Linked DNA regions of Macaca mulatta: region 1 is linked to region 2. A link is a contact called in public Hi-C data. All regions are on one chromosome and are shown on one strand. Each heading gives the region's core, a stretch centred on a gene start, on an enhancer-like site or on the middle of the called end of the contact. The rest is flanking DNA. Distances are from core to core; before and after follow the strand shown. Region 1 overlaps CPLX4 (complexin 4). Region 2 has its middle 33 kb from the start of LMAN1.

What was found. A called contact is a pair of places that touch in the nucleus more often than the background predicts.
Region 1: a Hi-C map of CD4 T cells shows a contact between it and region 2, with 7 times the contacts expected there. The contact joins two enhancer-like sites. A contact is called at or near these places in 6 of 14 Hi-C or Micro-C datasets (CD4 T cells, blood, fetal cortex germinal zone and 2 more).

The regions. Positions count from the first base shown.
Region 1 is chr18:21,686,328-21,691,917 of T2T-MMU8v2.0, forward strand. The region is part of intron 2 of CPLX4 (complexin 4); the gene reads left to right. Among named protein-coding and RNA genes, the nearest start is that of CPLX4, 13 kb to the left of the region's middle. Within about 2 kb of position 1,369, at least 8 of the 40 cell types and tissues checked have an H3K27ac peak or open chromatin away from gene starts, as enhancers often do. A contact at or near this core is called in CD4 T cells and blood, where this site is marked.
Region 2 is chr18:21,597,795-21,603,590 of T2T-MMU8v2.0, forward strand. No RefSeq gene overlaps it. Among named protein-coding and RNA genes, the nearest start is that of LMAN1, 33 kb to the right of the region's middle. Within about 2 kb of position 2,682, at least 9 of the 40 cell types and tissues checked have an H3K27ac peak or open chromatin away from gene starts, as enhancers often do. A contact at or near this core is called in CD4 T cells and blood, where this site is marked.

The sequences.
Region 1 (5,590 bases), core at 119-2,618, 87 kb after region 2:
TTTTGTTGCCATTGCTTTTGGTGTTTTAGACATGAAGTCCTTGTCCATGCCTATGTCCTGAATGGTATTGCCTAGGTTTTCTTCTAGGGTTTTTATGGTTTTAGGTCTGACATTTAAGTCTTTAATCCAAGCTAAAGGAGGATGTTCGAACCCATCACAAAGAAGCTAAAAACCTTGAAAAAAGATTGGACAAATGGCTAACTAGAATAAACAGCATAGAGACGACCTCTTAAATGACCTGATGGAGCTGAAAATCATGGCACGAGAACTACATGACGCATGCACAAGCTTCAGTAGCCGATTCGATCAACACTGATCAAGGGTATCAGTGATTGAAGATCAAATGAATGAAATGAAGCGAGAAGAGAAGTTTAGAGAAAAAAGTGTAAAAAGAAGTGAACAAAGCCTCCAAGAAATATGGGACTATGTGAAAAGACCACATCTACGTCTGATTGGTGTACCTGAAAGGGTCGTTTTTATATGGTTGCATTCGTAACAATGGATTCTACACACAGTGTTTCAAAACTGTGCCTATGGTATGGAAGATACTACAAATACCAATAATACAATTGTCTGCTTTTTGTAAACCACATAGAAATTCTAACCCCGTATAGCTAGCCATAAAAACAGCACCTAATAAAACTACACGATAAGAAAAATCAGCTACTCTGGGCACACTGCCTATGAGTTAGCCCTGCTCTGCAAAGAGCAGTTTAAAAACTAAAATTAAAAAATTTTTAAAACTCAGCTGGATCGTATTCCACTCAGTCCAGTTATCACCAGCTGTGGCTAACTTCCCCTACCCCAGTGCAACACCTTGCGCTTGCAAACCAGCCCCACCCTTGGGAGCCTCCTCTGCCTCCCGCGCTGTCACTTGTCACACGTTACCCTCCCGCCCGCGTCCCCCCCCACCGACGAGGCTCTGGGTACGGGGACCCTTCGATGGCCCATGTGGCGAAAAAGAGGCTCCGGGGGACAGACACGTTTCCCAGGCTAACGTCTGCCCAGGCTGTGCAGAACAGCCGCTCCCCTCCAAGTCAGATCCCGGCTGGAGCGCGGAGGGCGCCGCGGCCGCCAGCGCGGGCCCCGAATCCTCGACGCCGGCGCCCCCTGGTGTTCCTAGCGCTGCGGCCACTGGCACCCGCGGGAGGGGGAACCCGGGCTGCGGGTGGTGGCAGGACCAGGGCGGGGCAGAAGCCAATTTCCAGAGGTGACTTAAAAAAAAAAAAGTCTTGATAGGTCATTGGATGGAATGGGGGAAAAACAAAATAACAACAAAGAAAGAAAAGAAAAAAAAAGTCATATTATTTTGTTATTGAGGACCTACTCGTGCGTTTCCTATCCTCCCATGGCATAACGGGAGAGGGAGCTCGCAAACAGCCGAGTTTCCGCTGTCTCCGCAGTGACCGTGCTGGAGAGAGATTCTGAAACGACAGCAATCGAGGGCGGGCTGAAGGAGTTGGAATCTTCAGCCTTGAGAGGATATGACTGAATAAATGAAGCTTATGGGGGCAGAATCATGCCCCAGGCCTCCAGTGCCATGCTTTTTATTCTAATGCTGAATTCAGTCAATTTACCCAGTGGCTTGGCTGCTGGTTGTTACTGAACTGTAGGTACCTAAGGTCTGTCTCATTATGCAGAGAAATCTCCGCAATGGAACCTTTAGAGAGCCATCCTCAGAGAGAGGCCGGGCACGGTGGCTCACGCCTGTAATCCCAGCTCTTTAAGAGACCGAGGCGGGCGGATCACCTGAGGTCAAGAGTTCAAAACGAGCCTGGCCAACATGGTGAAATCCCGTCTCTACTAAACATACAAAAAAAAAAAAAAAAAAATTAGCTGGGCGTGTTGGCGGGCCACTGTAATTCCAGCTACCCAGGAGGCTGAGGCAGGAGAATTGCTGGAACCCGGGAGGCAGAGGCTGCAGTGAGCTGAGATCGGGCCACTGCACTCCAGCCTCGGCGATAGAGCAAGACTCCATCTCAATAAATAAATAAATAAATAAATAAATAAATAAATAAATAAAAAATAAAAAGCCATCAGAAAAACATGGTGGGGATGCGAGGTGTAGGGTTTTGTCTCCTAGATGCTTCATTAAGGAGCAAGGAGGCCCTGGAAGGCCAGACAGTGCCCATCTGGGTCACTAGGAGATGTAATTGAGAAGCCCAAGGCATGGTGCTCTGTCCAAAGAACTGGAGGGAAGGAGAGGAGAGGCAGGCCTGTCAGTGCTGCCTCTTACTGCGGCCAGGGGAGGGGTCACTCAGGGCTGAAGCAAAGGAACTGCTGTATTCGGTGGGAAACAGAGCAACAGATTCCCAGGTCCTTATGAGTCACCTCCATGGAGCTTGGCTTCCGAGGTCATCTGAGGAACATGCCAACCATCACTCCCCTCCAACCCTCTAAGTTCTTTTCCTAGAACAGGTTCAGGTTCCTGGATGACCACAATACTTTGGTTCCTTGACACCAGTGTCTGAGTGCTGTTTCTCTTTTCAATAGACTTACTTTTTTACGTCCGGAAAAGAACATCCCATATGTGTGCACTCTATACATAACCATAAGGATCGTATACATTTAGGGACATGCCGAAGGTCACAAAGCTTGCTGTGACAAATGGAGACTCAAGCCTCCTTACTCTTCATCCACTACTTTTTCGTCCCCCCTTCTCCTCATATCCCTTTAGACTGGGCATCAGATTCCTGGTGGTAGACTTTAGAACTGAACACACTGTCTAACAAAGAAAATGGCACAGGACAGAAAGCAGGGATCCCTGGGACTCTGGTGGGCTCCTAATAACCTTCCCCTCCCTGCCAGGTTTGCAGAATACTTAGCCTGTGCCATCTTCTAAAGCCCATATTGGGTAAGCATTCATAGTAATAGTATTAACAGCCCACAGGGAACTGGACGAATTTAACACGTCCTCCAGCTAATGAGGGATGACCCCCTGGGTACCTCATTCACAATTCCCCAGGGTCACCACCACAGCGCTTACATAACAGCAGGATTCAGTTCTAGACCCTTCCCCTGACCAAGGCCCGACAGGGAGCAGATCTGAGAAAATGTCTTCCCAGGAGCTGTCAGGTCTAATGAGGATAACTATGTCACATTTTGGAATTAGAACTGTATTTTCTAAAGAAATTATTTGGCTGGTGTTTCCTCTGAAAAAGAGTTTCACTCTTGCTGACAGGGAAAAGCAAATGTAGACTCTTTGAAAAGGAACAACACAAGCCATAGCCCTCTAGATAAACAATAAAAGGTCTTGGGTCTCAAGTTTATTAATTGTTAGTGACAATACTATTTGCTATGCCAATGTCTTTTGATGACCATTGTTAATTTCGGTAATCAGATAAGTAATTAAATAAGTGCAGTAAACAAATTGCAGTTATCTGCAGTATGTATATGTATATGTATCTATACCAGTCATTATAATGTCCATGTACACATATCCAGATTATGTCGATATCCTCTAGTTGTCAAATTATAGGTCATCAGAGGACTTAAAATGCCTAAAGTCATCCTTGATGCTTACGTTAGATTTGGATCACACACCACTAATTATTCCGGACCCTGTATCTTCAGTTTCTCCTTCTTCATTGGCCTCTCCTTAATAAAAGAGGTCAAATCTCTCCCATCTAAAACAAGCAAACAGTACTTTCTGAGTAAACATGGCTTTTTAGGTATCTTCCCTTAAATGACTAGTTCTCACTGCTCTGCTGAAACCTTCTTCTTCCAGATGTTCAGTGTCTGTCTAAATACAGTGGGTGGTTCCCTTAATTTCTCTTGGGGCCTCCTTGTTTCTTCTAGCACTGATGATCACTTCTTCCTTAAAGCCCACTTTCTCCTCAGCTTGCAGACATCACCCTCTGGTTCTTGTTCTTGTTCTTGTACTGCTTCTTCTTCATGAGTTATCTTTCTCTGTCTGCCTCCAAATTGTGGGATATTCTAGGGTGCCCCCTTGGCTGGCTCTTCTTCTCACTCAAGCCTGAACATTGTCCACGAGGGCTGCACCTTGCCGTTGCTTTCTGCTACCACCTACATGTTGATGATTCTCAAATCTGTACTTCCAGACCACATCTTCTCCCCAAATTTCCCAACTGCAGCTACGTTTACTTGGACACTTCACAGATAGAACCAGCTCATATCCAAAACTTACTTGCTCATCCTCCCTCTAAACCTGCTCCTCCTATAGGCTCCACTTCCATGGGTGACTCTCCCGACAAGCCCATCTCCCAGGCTGGCTACCAGATGTCACCACTGCCTCTTCCCTCCTTGCTCCAGCTGCATGTCCAGTAAATCGCCAAGTCATCTTAATTCACTTCTGAATAGTTCTCAATTCACCATAGCTTTTCTACTTGGAGTCTTGTCCCTCTCCACACTGAGGTTTCTAAAATGCAAATCTGATCCTCTTTCTTCCCTGTTTTTTTTTTTTTTTTTTTTTTTTTTTTTGTTGTTGTTGTTTTTTAAGGCCACTATGTCTTTTAGAATAAAATCCAAACTCCTTGTCCTGTATGCCATGATATGGCTCCTGTCTCTCCAACTTCACCTCTTGCTACTACTCCCTGCCTGGACTAGCGCTTCCTCCTGCTCTGTTCCGTGCTACCTGTGGCCTTTCTGTAAGACTCTGGTTAGTGCCACTTCTTCCAGGGCCTTCCATGATCTCCCTCCCCCTACCTAATTCTGGATTTGGTCATCCTCCTCTATGTTCCCATATATCTTGAGTCCATGTCTCCTACATCATCTTATGACCCTAAATATCTGCACCTACTGTGTGCTCCTTTAAAAAAGGGGCTGACTTTTAAATCTCTCTGCTCAGTGCCTAGCAAGGTGACTGGGATATAGAAAATGGCACACACACACACACTCACACACACACAGTGATTGCTGAGTAAATGGGTGTTATTGGGGAAAAAGAAAAGAAAGAAAAATGCCCAGCTGGGTGCAGTGGCTCACGCCTATAATCCCAGCACTTTGGGAAGCTGAGGTGGGCGGATCACGAGGTCGGGAGATCAAGACCATCCTGATCAATATGGTGAAACCATGTCTCTACTAAAAATACACAAATTATCTGGGCGTGGTGGTGCGTGCCTGTAATCCCAGCTACTAGGGAGGCTGAGGCAGGAGAATCTCTTGAACCAGGAAGCTGGAGGTTGCAGTGAGCAGAAATCGTGCCATAGCACTCCAGCCTGGCAACACAGCGAGACTCCATCTTAATAAAATAAAATAAAATAAAATAAAATAAAATAAAATAGAAACACCCAAAGAACAAAGTATCAAAAACAGCAGAAAAATTTACCCGCCATTAGAGTTACATTAAACTACAATTTTATGAAAAGAACAAGTCCAGATTCAACATTGTAGTTTTGTATAAAACACAAAGGTTTCCTTGTTTTATAAGTAAAACACCATATTTCTTCAAGTAGAGGAAGTAATATGTTTTAAATAAAGCTACAAGATTCTTTCTAAAAGCAAATGTGTCCCTCTCCCTGGCCAATTTAAAATGTATATGTAAGTCAAGCTAAATTAATAAGAGAAAACAGTTCCACAATGAACCCTAATCCTATTAACAGAATTGTCAATCTAGGTTAGTCATTGAAAA
Region 2 (5,796 bases), core at 1,432-3,931:
AATGAAAATATTTGCTTTTTAAAAAGCCTATGTTTGATGGACTTTCTCAATTAACCAACCAACCATTCCTACCCATAAGGGGCTTCTTTTTTATTTTTTAAACACAGTACAACTGCATTTACCACTAATGTTTACATGTGTGACAATAATGGAAAAAAACAAGAGGTTCCTGGGATGAAAGGAGTATGGAAAGGTCAGTTAGGGTTAGGGTTAGGTCTTTTCATTCAGTAATTTGTTCAGAAGAGTTTTAGAACCTTGCCAAAATCATAGATGGCCTGCTTTGATTTCACATTCATGTTTGGCAAGACTAGATACACACACACACACACACACACACACACACACACACACACATTATGTGGCAGAAATTTCTGGACCCCAAGTGATAGAGGTCAGCCAAAGGGGTTTTCTACTGTCCCCTATATTCTCTACCAAAGACTTGCTAGGGAATATTCAGCTGTCGCCTACATTACATTTCAACTGTCTGCTAAGGAAGAATTAGTTGTAAATTTTGATTCATCCAGGCCCACCTCCAACCCCAGGCTATTTCTTTTGGCTAATTCACGCATGCAGAGAGAACACGAGGAGTTTGCCTCAAACTCTTCACTAAACTTTATGGGTGCACCCCAGTGACTGCTCCACATACGGGAGACGTCTGGCCCTTTTTAAAATCCCTCCTGGAACTTAAATTATCGACTATTGTAATATCATAATTCTCTCTCTTCATTTGATACAGGATAATGCAAACAGGAAATCAGCAAGCAAGCATAATTTCTGGACATGATAGAGTCCCACCGAGACTTGGCAAACAGGCTGTGCATTTTCCTCTTGTTGCATGGTGTTACGACACCTCTTCTACAGATGTGGCCCCCCAGCTGTGAACTCCTTGAAGACAAGGACTAGAACAGCGCCTGGCACAGTCCGGGTTGTATATAGGTGGCTCAGTTGAATGAATGCACTGCTTTTGTCCAAAAATACACTCATCACCATGCAGAATAGACTCGAAATATAACGCGTTATCCCATACTTAACTAAACCCATGGCTTATTCACGGTTGATGGCACCTCGTGCCATATAGCAAGGCTGGAGAGTGTCCAGCCAAGAATGATGCTGTAAGCAACTAAAAGAGAGATGCCAAGACTTCAAAGGATAGGACGTTCCCATTTGAAAAAGAGAAAGCCCAGAGCAAGGAGAAGATACGTATAAAAAGAATGTTATCCCTATAGGAGACATAGTCTAGAAAGCTCATGAAGCTCTTTGCTTGTAGGCAGACAGTGGTTCTCAGACTCTGAAATATCAGAATCACCTGCAGCCTTGTTTCAACACACTCGTGGGCCCTTCTCCAGAAATTCCAGTTGCACAGGCCAGGGTGGATGCCTGAAAGCTGCATTTTTTTTTTTAAAACAAACTCCCAGGTGTTGCTGATGCTGCCATGGAAACATGATTTGAGAACACTATAGTAAGAGATGGGAAAGGCTGGAAACCAAGTTTCTTCTAAGATTTTAAATTAATTTTTAAAATGATATAAGTGAATTCTTTTAAAAATTTGTCTCACAAACGTTCTCAAGTATGCACAAAAGTAAAAAGACTCATAAAAAACCCACAGAGCACACATCACCCCACTTCAAAAATACCAATTTACCAGTCTTATATATCCCCCATCACCTTTTTTTTTTTTTGCCAAAATAGTTTAAAACATATCCCAGCCATATCAATTAATCTATAAAGATTTCAACATTTATTTCTAACATTATCATTCTAACAGACAAGCACTCTTTTTAAATGTATTTACCTATTGAGGGAAGCTAGGATGTTTGCAATGAATTGTTTATAAAACTGTAAGAGCCAAGGAAGACCGTGCTGCATGAATCCCAGATTCTGACTGACCCAATGTTATTTCGACTCTTTTTATTTGGCAGTGACCACCCTCTGCTTCTAGGCCTTTGCTTAGCCTGCCACCACACACACACACACACACACACACACACACACACACACACAATCTTGTTAACCCTTCCCACCCATCTCCTCATATCCAAATACTGTTCTCAGTTGAAGACATGTCCCTTCCTTCTAGAACCTTCCTCCAGCAGTAAACCACTTATCTCTCTGACACATAGCCCAGCCTTATGTTTCTCCTGACAGGGATCTGCAACTTTCTGCCTTCTGTTGCCCAGGGGACTGTCCCCGGGGGACGGCACATTCCTGGAAGGTGGCATGAGGAAAGGGTTCCAGACAAGCTCAGAACAGCCCACAGTCCTCTCTTCTCTGAAGGACATTACAGTCCCTCGGGGTTGGAGGCTGGAGGTAGAATTTTCATTTCCGAGAAATGACCCTGGATGCCAAATGATTATCCACAACCCTACAAGCTCGATCAGATTCCGAGCGTGGGGGGCACACGCTGTTGCCCTGTCTCACTGATGGCTGCCACTACAGTGCAAACCTGGGAAAACTATAGTTACAGCCAGCCTTTTTGCCCAATCACCACTCACTGAGGCTTTTCAGGGAAGAACTGAGTGGAAATTGGCTGGGCCTGTGGAGGAATCTGCAGGTGGGGGAGGGGTAGTGGGCGATGGGGAGGTGGAAGCAGAAATGCTAAGAAAGCTAAATATTGTGGTTAAGTCGGAAATGTGGATTTCTGACGCTTTTAGGAGGAAGAGGATGTGGCTGAGTGTGGCACTGGGGCACGTGAAAATGAAACCACCCATAAAGCAAGGCATTACAAACGGGCTGTGAGTGTGGCCAGCATTGACTTTGGCAGTAGAGGTCTGGATTTGCTAAGCTTCACGGGTGAGTGAATGATGGCAGTTGGAGGCAAGGAGGTTACTAGAGATTCCTCAGTGCTCTGGGGGAGGTGTTTTCAAGCCAGCAAAACCAGCCTTGGTGAGACCTGACCTCTGAATAGGACGATATAAAAACCCACAAAGAGACTTTAGCCTAGTTCTCTTTTTAAATAAAGTCAGGTGGGCAGGGGCAGGGGGATTCCCATTAGAAAGTTTTATAGTACTTTTGTAGTAGGTTATGAATTACGCTTTGGAACTACACAAAACAGTTCGAACACAGTGCTTCCTGCCGCTAGAATTGCAGGCTGTCAGCCACAGCTTTGCTCACCTCCCCAGCTAAGCCACCTACCTTCCTATGGGGGAGACAAATCACCCGCTGTGGTCTTGTTGCCCTGCCTCACCCCTTGAGAACCTTCTTTCTTTTCTTTCCTTCTTTCTTTCTATTATGTACATTTAGTTCCCACAGGCTTCCTTTATCAATATTTCAATTGGTTGCTGCTGACCTATACTTGAATCCAAATATTTGCCCTATTCAGTATGAATTGTTCATTCAGCCAAATGCTTGATTATGTCTGTGCTCTTTTGAGCAAATTGAATGGGCTACTTGACTATGTAATGCCGATATAGCCTGGTCATTAGTAGTGTTTGTTAGAATTGACCAGATGCAACAAGGAAGGAAAGGGAAAGAAGAAGGAGGTTTGTGTTCAGTTTTCCTTCCAGAACAACCATGGTGAAGAAAATGAAATCGTGCGCTTTCCAGGGCACAGTTCTAAACTGCCTTCCTTTTCTTCCAAATGGGCCCGTAGTCTAATATGAATCAAATGGGACAGGGTTCAAAGGAGATGGATGCTCCTGAAGGCCCGCAAGTTTATATATTCATTGGGAAACTACCCCCGTAAAATGAATATGGTTTTTTTAAATGATGACCGGCCTTCTTATTTTTATTGTTTAGATCAAGACACAAGAAATAAAATAAAGCTAACTACGAGCCTTGCTCTTGATTAATATTACTCCCTGCACTGGTTGTGTGACATTTCTTCCCACATTCAAACTAACCTTTCATGAATGTCAAAAGCCACGTGACTGGACAATTTTTAACTATCATATGTTAAACTATAATTCACACTTTAGGGGAGGAAAAGCTTTCTCCTCTATCCTCTTATGTTCAGTGACTGGGTCTCTGCAAATTCAAGTTACAAAAGATATAAGGAAGAAAAAATTAGTCTATTTATGCTTGCAGTGCACATACATGCTGGAGAACTCAGCGATGAGTAACTCAGAGAAGTGGTTAGAATTCGGGGGTCGTATACTGTGTCTTAACAAAGAGCAATAAATTGTGAAGAAGAAGCTAGACAAAGGGAAAAGGTTTGGGGCTTGTGGGGAATGCTAAGTTATGGAAAGGGGACAAAAAGTATGGTAAATAAGGGTCATTTAGCACGACCCTTATCAGACTCTTATTTGTTATGCAGATAAGAGTCATCCCAGGTGGCAGGAGTGTCTTAGAGTGGTTCTCTTCCTGTGATGGAAGAGTGAGATACCGTTCCAACAGATGTCACCTTTACAAAGGGAAAATTATGCCCTGCTTTTTTACAGAAATGGAGAGAGCAGAGAGCAAATTGCCGTAAGTTCAAAATAATCCTTACACAAAAACGGCATATTTTGGGGTGCCACACTTTGATTCTTTTCAATACAACAATTATTTGCTGACTACCTACGACATACACAGTACTGAATTATGTTGTGGAAACACTTGATGCACAATAAGGGTTATAATTTGGCCCTGACCCAAGGAAGGAAACCAGCACAGATCCAGGAGAATTTTTCCAGGCACAAGAGTGGCTTTGAAATGTAAATTAATTTTTCCAGTGCTCCAGAGCAGGAAGTGATAATACGAATATACCGGTGTGTTGGTGCTTGACCTTGAGGAGTTCCTATCTTATTGGTAAAGGCAGATATGTACATAATGTAGAAAAGATAGGAATGAGAATACTTGGGGCAGGATATCAAGTGAAGTAATTATGGACCAAAAAAACAAAACTGAATATGAATAGAAGGTACCCTTGCCCTCTGGGGGCTTACAGCCTGTTAAAAGAGAGAATTTATGGACACAAATAAATGGTATCTAAGGCAGACTGCTTAAAGGAGCAAGCAACAAGGTGACAGGGGCTTTCAGGGCTAGAAGAGGTCATGTCCAAGACCACTGCATACGTCCAGCCCACATTTTTGAAAGCCTTGCTTGAAACTCATGGCTCTGATGCTCCTTCAAGTTCACATCATGTGTATTTTTAATTTGTCTGAAGAATTTACAAAATTCTTTAAACATCTTTCACATAACTTTTTGATTACAACAGGATTCGCTGCTTTATTTCCCTGCTTCGATTACACAGATTGCAATGCCCCATTATATAAAAGAGGAGAAGAGATGGAGGGAAATGGGTATTCATTAAGCACTTTTACTATGTACCAGCCCTTGAACTCGGTAGGCACTTTCAACTTTGTGTCTCACTTATTTATGAAGAAAATTTTCACTTGCTTCTCAGTTCTGCCTCATTCAAGATTCCCCATGCCTCGTAATCCTAAGTTCCTCTTCCCAGATATCCCTGCTCACCTCCCTGTAGGCAGAGGAGGGACCCTGCACACCTACCATGGTGTCACTTGGACCAGCTCTTGCTTCTGGCTGAGCAGCCTTAGAGTTTCTTAAACTGTCGACATTACTTGATTGTTAGGATTATTTCTACGATCAGAGGGTACAAATCCTGTTTTGACTTTTCTCCAAGCTTATTTCCACTGAAGGTTCTCCTCCTTCCTTTCCAGGTCCTCTAAGGCTGTGCTCTCCTAGCCGAATCCACATATCAGCCCTCTCCAGAGACCTCCTGGATGGTCCTCACGGCCATGTCATTTGAAAGCAATCTTGGCCTTTGTTTCCTCCTAGAACACACATTGTCCTGCAAAGAGCATGTGCTTCAGGTAAAATTGTATTGGAATCCAGCTCTGCTCCTCACACACTGTGCAG